Regions from separate parts of the Mus musculus genome. Here region 1 is linked to region 2. A link is a contact called in public Hi-C data. All regions are on one chromosome and are shown on one strand. Each heading gives the region's core, a stretch centred on a gene start, on an enhancer-like site or on the middle of the called end of the contact. The rest is flanking DNA. Distances are from core to core; before and after follow the strand shown. Region 1 has its middle 40 kb from the start of 4930473H19Rik. Region 2 overlaps Adck1 (aarF domain containing kinase 1).

Region 1 (2,700 bases), core at 74-2,573, 74 kb before region 2:
CATAAATTCTCACCAATATGGCTGACTAGACAAGACCTGAACAACCCAAACACAAGTTGACATCCTGACATGGATAGGAGAATCTCAGGGGAATTACCCTGTGATGAAGAGCTACACACAGTTAACAACAACAGCCGAGAGAGGGAAAATTAGTCTTCATTCTCCGGGGATGAGCCTACCAATTGGTTATCCAATACCAAGTGGTCAGATCTAAAATAGATACATACAATTAACACTAAGCAGACTCAGCAGGTCATAGTTATATACTTATAAAACAATATTAAAGAAAAAGAGGTCATGGATTTGAAGGAGGGACATGGGAAGTGTTGAACAGAGTAGAGGGAGGGGGTTATGTTAAATTTTAATTTCTAAAAAAAATTAGCCACTTTAAAAAAAAAGCTTTTCTTAAGTTTCATGTCTTCATTTACTCCCTTTGATTTTATTTCTGTGTAGCATGAGAAACAGAAATCTTATATTGTCATCACCCACATGTGGAGATCCAATTTTCTGAGCTCAATTCATTAAAGGGGCTCTTTTCTCCAATACATGCTTTTGTCAAGAATCAAAGGTTATGGATTTATAGATTTAATTCTGTATAGCTCTATTCTTTACCACTGGTGTCTGTGTCTGTTTATTGGGCCAGTACTATGTGTTTTTGTTGCTATGTCTCCATAGTATAATTTGCACCCAGGTGTTGTGACTTCATGATCCTTTCCATCATCATTATCCTTTTGCTTGGTTATTTGGGATCCTTGGTAGTTCTGTATGAATTTTTTTGGATTGGATTGTAGTCCTGTGAATTGACTCTTTAGACTTTTGATGGGGACTGCTTTGAATTGGTGGGTTGCTTCTGATAATACGGCCATTTTCACAGTACTCACGCTGCTAACCCATTAATAGGTGAGGGCTCTCCATCTTTTACTTTCCTTACAGTTTTAATTATAAGAGTTCTTTTCCCTCCTTGGCTGGGTCTATTTCCAGGTTTTGTGTTTGAGTCTATGATGAATGGGATTAGTTCGTTGATTTCTTTCTCAGCAGGTTCATTATTGGTATGTAAAAAAAAAAAAAAAAAAAAAAATGACTGGTTTCCATATGCTTATTGTATGGGCTGTTCCCTTTCAGAAAGCACATATCCAATCTAAGAGGTGTTTTGTTGTTGTTGTTTTGGGGGTTTGTGGGGTTTGTTTGGTGAAGTTTTGGTGTCTTTTAAGATCATAGGATCTACAAATAGGTACAACTTGACTTCTCCATTTCCTATCTGTGCTCCTTTCATTGTTTCTCTTTCTTTAATCCTCTGGCATTATACCAGAGAGTAGTAGAGAGTAGTGAAACCGGAAGCCCAGGTCTCACTTAGAGACATGCTTTCAGTTCATAACACACAGTACGATGGTTAACTTGCTGCATGATGTTCAAAGCTGGTTCTGAGGGCAGGGTTTGTTCCCCCCTTCCTACTTTAGGCCCACGCATGTTTATTCCAAGTGTCCCCCCAAACCTGGAGGAGACTATCCCCTTATCCCAGTGGCAGGAACAAAAGAGAACAACAAACTGCCTAACAATAAAAACAATGTCCTTGAAAACAGATAGAAGTTAAACCATTTTCAACAGAAGTTACTGTTGTTCCCATGGTATAAAAATGCCTGTAGTGTGGAAACTAGATGCCAGAAGTCCATGCGAAGAAAACTCTCAGCTGAGCATCTCAGCCAACTGCCTCACCTCAGCTTCCCTGGCTAACATCTCCTGGATGTTGTAAGCACTAATTTGACAATGCTGACTTTATTGGCTCTCTCAATTCAGCTACTCCATAAGATATGGGCCTTCTAGCCCTAATTTCTGCAGAGTTTTCATGGTGGAGAGATACTTGATTCCCCCCCCCCCCCCAAGGCTTTCTTTCTGTCTTTTGAGAAATCATGTGGGTTTTGCTCCTGATTATATTTATGTCCTACTTTACATCTATTGATTTGCATATGCTAATGCTAATGCATATGCTAATACACCCTTATATCTCTAGAATCAAATCAGTTTGAGCATAGTCTGTAATCTTTTTAAAGCCTTGTTAAATTTGGCTTTCCAAGTACTTTACTGAAGAAGGAAACTGTTCTATAGTTCCTGGGGTTTGTGATATACTTATTTGGCATTGGTATTGAAGAAGGACTGACTCTGTAGAATGAACCTGGAAGCTCGCCTTCTCGTTCTATTTTATGTAATATTCTGAGGGGTATTGGTTTTTGCTAGTTTTGCTTTAGAAACTTGGTAGAAGTCATCAGTGAATATATTTGATTCTGGGCTTTATCCATTTATTCTACTTTCCAAGTAATTAGGATGTAAGTATTCATAATATTCTCTATCGATCCTCTGGATTTCATTGGTATCTATTATGAAGAACAGATCTGTAGATGAGCACTGAAGGAACTATTACTGTATCTGGACCTAACTGTGTCTTTATGTCCAGTAGTTTTGTTCTATAAAATGAATGTCACCAATATTCAGTGTGTATATATTTATGATTATGATATCTTCTAGATAGATTTATCAATATTCAAAACAATGTCATTTTGACTTGAGGTCTACTTTGTCATAAGTGAGTACAACTACTGCTGGCTTTCATATTCTATTTTCTTGGAATATTATTTTCTAACTGTTCATTTTTGGTTCACACAGATGAGTTTTTTTTTCAAGATAGCAAATCATCGGGCTTTTTGT
Region 2 (2,700 bases), core at 34-2,533:
AGGTGGATTTCTATGAGTTCGAGGCTGGCCTGGTTTACAGGGTGAAACCCAAAACACCCAGAACTACATAGAGAGACCCTGTCTCAAGAAGAAAAGAAAGGACAAAAAAGTTACAATCAACAGAGGGAAGGTGCCGGGAGGCAAGACTGAGCGGTGGGGGAGAGGGGGCCAGGCTGAGCCAGGGCAGAGCTAGAAAACGGCCGGAGCAGAGACTCAGCAGACAACAAGAGGATCAGATTAAGAAGGACGGGGCTAGGGTTGGGGACATCAAAAAAAGGACTATCCAGGCTGTGTGGCCACTACTCGCCTGCCTCTCCTCCAGTGACTAATGGCAGGCCATCCATTGTGGCTGACATTAATGCTTCCCGCCATCCGTCTCCTACTCATTAAATTACCATTTTATGGCCAAAATCTTTCTCTCTCATAATTGATAAAAATCTCCTTTTGATGTTTGGCATTATTGAGGAAAAATGTTTTTTATTCTTCATTATGTTTTTAATATAAATGTATTTTTTTTTTTTATTGAGATCTGCTGGGAAGGCAGGATGAGGACAAGCCAGGAGGAGGGTAATGCTCCCTTCCCCCTCCCCCTGCTTCTTCATCCCAGCTGCATGGCTACCAGATCCTTCTGTTCCATTCCCAGAACACTCACTTGGTGGCCTTCTTAGCGACAATCTGGGAGACAAGATGGGTGCCAGGACAAACAAAGGTGGCATTCAGGCCAGGAGAAGCAGGTCAAAGGACAGCTGAGCCGAACAATGAGATCCTATAGATGACTGCAGGCCAGTGAGGCAGGCTGACCTCAGCAGGCCCGGCCAGAGTATGAACACCAGGGACCAGGAACCAGGGAGCAAGCACCCCCTCCCCACCCCCCAGGGAGAAGGGCTAACACAATTTCTGCACAGGGGGAGCTCAAGAAATACCATGCCTAACAGGAGGTCAGAGAGTACAGTGCTCTAACAGTCCGCCTGAGCTCACCTTCCCAGTCTACAGAAAAAGAAACAGGAAATAGACCGAGGCCACAAAACTACTATTGTATTGATTCAATGCAAACATCAAGGGTCACGTGAAGGTCCCCTCAAGGGCCACATGGAGAACTGAGGTGGTTCGTCTGTGCTCCGTCCTGCCTAGGTCACTGCGCTCAGATACTGGAGTAAATGTTACTATACATGGATTTTCCGTTTCTTTTCTTTTTTTTTTTTTTTGCCTGGGGACTGACGTCAGAGCCAGAGCCTTGAGAAAGCTAGGCAAGCACTCTTCCACTGAGCTACACAGGAAATCCAAAACCCAGCCCCTGGGTTGTAAGACATTGCCTCACCATGTAGACCAGGCTGGCCTCCAACTCTCAATGCTCCTGTCTCCACCTCCACAGTACTGGGACTACAGACCTTCGCATCCAATTTATTAGTAAAACAGGTTGCCCTCCATATGTGAGTGGGCCTCATGCGATCAGATGATATCCCTGAAGCAAGAGGGGATCCTGCCAGCAGATGGCCTTCACGGTTGAACCTGAACTACACTACTGGTTCTTACTAGGATTCTGGCATGACCGCTCTGCCAGTTTTGGACTTGTCAGCCTAGACAATCACATAATCCAGGTTTTAAACAAATCTATCTTTCTACATATCTATAAACATGCATACATCCGAGATACAATACAATCATGTCTCATTTCTTCAGTGTCTTCTGAATAACCCAGAATAACATAGGAATGAAACTGTTCCCAGCCCTAGTGAAGAGGCAAGAGCCCAAGGGAAAAGCTGCCTGCAGGGGACACTTCACCAAGATTTCCGTGAGCCAGCAGCACTTCTGTGCTCCCTGCCCAGACTATCGCTTCACCTACCTCTCCTTCCTTCCTGTCTTTGTTCTGGTGGGTCCTTGTACCCCACAGTGTTGTCTTTCTGGCCAGGACCACCATGTTGAATAAGCAGCTGACATCTTTAGGGCAGGAGTTTCCTATCTTTTCTGAACTTTTGATTCAACCCAGAACAAAACATGACCAATCATCCTCCACGTGCCCCTGTGAGCTCATACAAAAATGAATGTATGTACCTGGTATACAACAGCACCCCTATATCTCTTCTGAATCTCCACAGAAATTCCAGCCTCATGTTCCACGGAGAACACTAAGTCCCTATAACATATAGCACTCATGAAAACACATTGCATCCATCCCTAGCAACTATTAACAACAAAATAAAGTCAATTCTATATCCCTGCACCCCTGGTAGGGGAGTTCAATGACAAAAGACAGACATAAACATGTTTCAGAGGTCACAAACCAAGCAAGGGCTTCCCTTAAGAAAGGCTGGTGTTTCTAGACTCAACTGTAGCCAGTGACGTCATTCTCTTTAACTTCTCCTAAAATTTTAGGGGTGAAGGAGCCTCTGTCCATGGTTTCCATTTTGCTTGCTCTGTTTTCTTTTCCTTTATTTCAGTATAGCCTCACTCACATATCGCAGGCTGGCCTCAAACTCATGATCCCAGCATCTCGAGAACTACGATATGGATGTCCATACCGTGTCTACGTGCTTGGATCATCTGTAAACATGTTACATCCTGACTCGCTTGTGTCCGTGGAGAGACATGCCTATGCAGGAGTGTGTCTGCAATTAAAGACGGCAGTGCCAGTGTAGCTGACAAAGATGGCAGTGCCAGTGTAGCTGATAATCATTATGATCACTTCCTGGGCGCCACTAA

The links. Hi-C and Micro-C count contacts between places; a contact is called where the count stands out from the background.
Region 1: a contact with region 2 is called in a Hi-C map of the HPC-7 cell line, with 2.7 times the contacts expected there. The contact joins two enhancer-like sites. A contact is called at or near these places in 4 of 484 Hi-C or Micro-C datasets (CD4 T cells, the HPC-7 cell line and olfactory sensory neurons), 1 of 115 datasets of contacts at active chromatin or transcription factors (memory CD8 T cells) and 3 of 9 other capture datasets (adipose tissue, liver and pancreatic islet).

Annotation. Positions count from the first base shown.
Region 1 is chr12:88,480,489-88,483,188 of GRCm38.p6, reverse strand. No RefSeq gene overlaps it. Among named protein-coding and RNA genes, the nearest start is that of 4930473H19Rik, 40 kb to the right of the region's middle. Within about 2 kb of position 1,323, at least 3 of the 459 cell types and tissues checked have an H3K27ac peak or open chromatin away from gene starts, as enhancers often do.
Region 2 is chr12:88,406,899-88,409,598 of GRCm38.p6, reverse strand. The region is part of intron 4 of Adck1 (aarF domain containing kinase 1); the gene reads right to left. Among named protein-coding and RNA genes, the nearest start is that of 3200001D21Rik, 31 kb to the right of the region's middle. Within about 2 kb of position 1,283, at least 45 of the 459 cell types and tissues checked have an H3K27ac peak or open chromatin away from gene starts, as enhancers often do.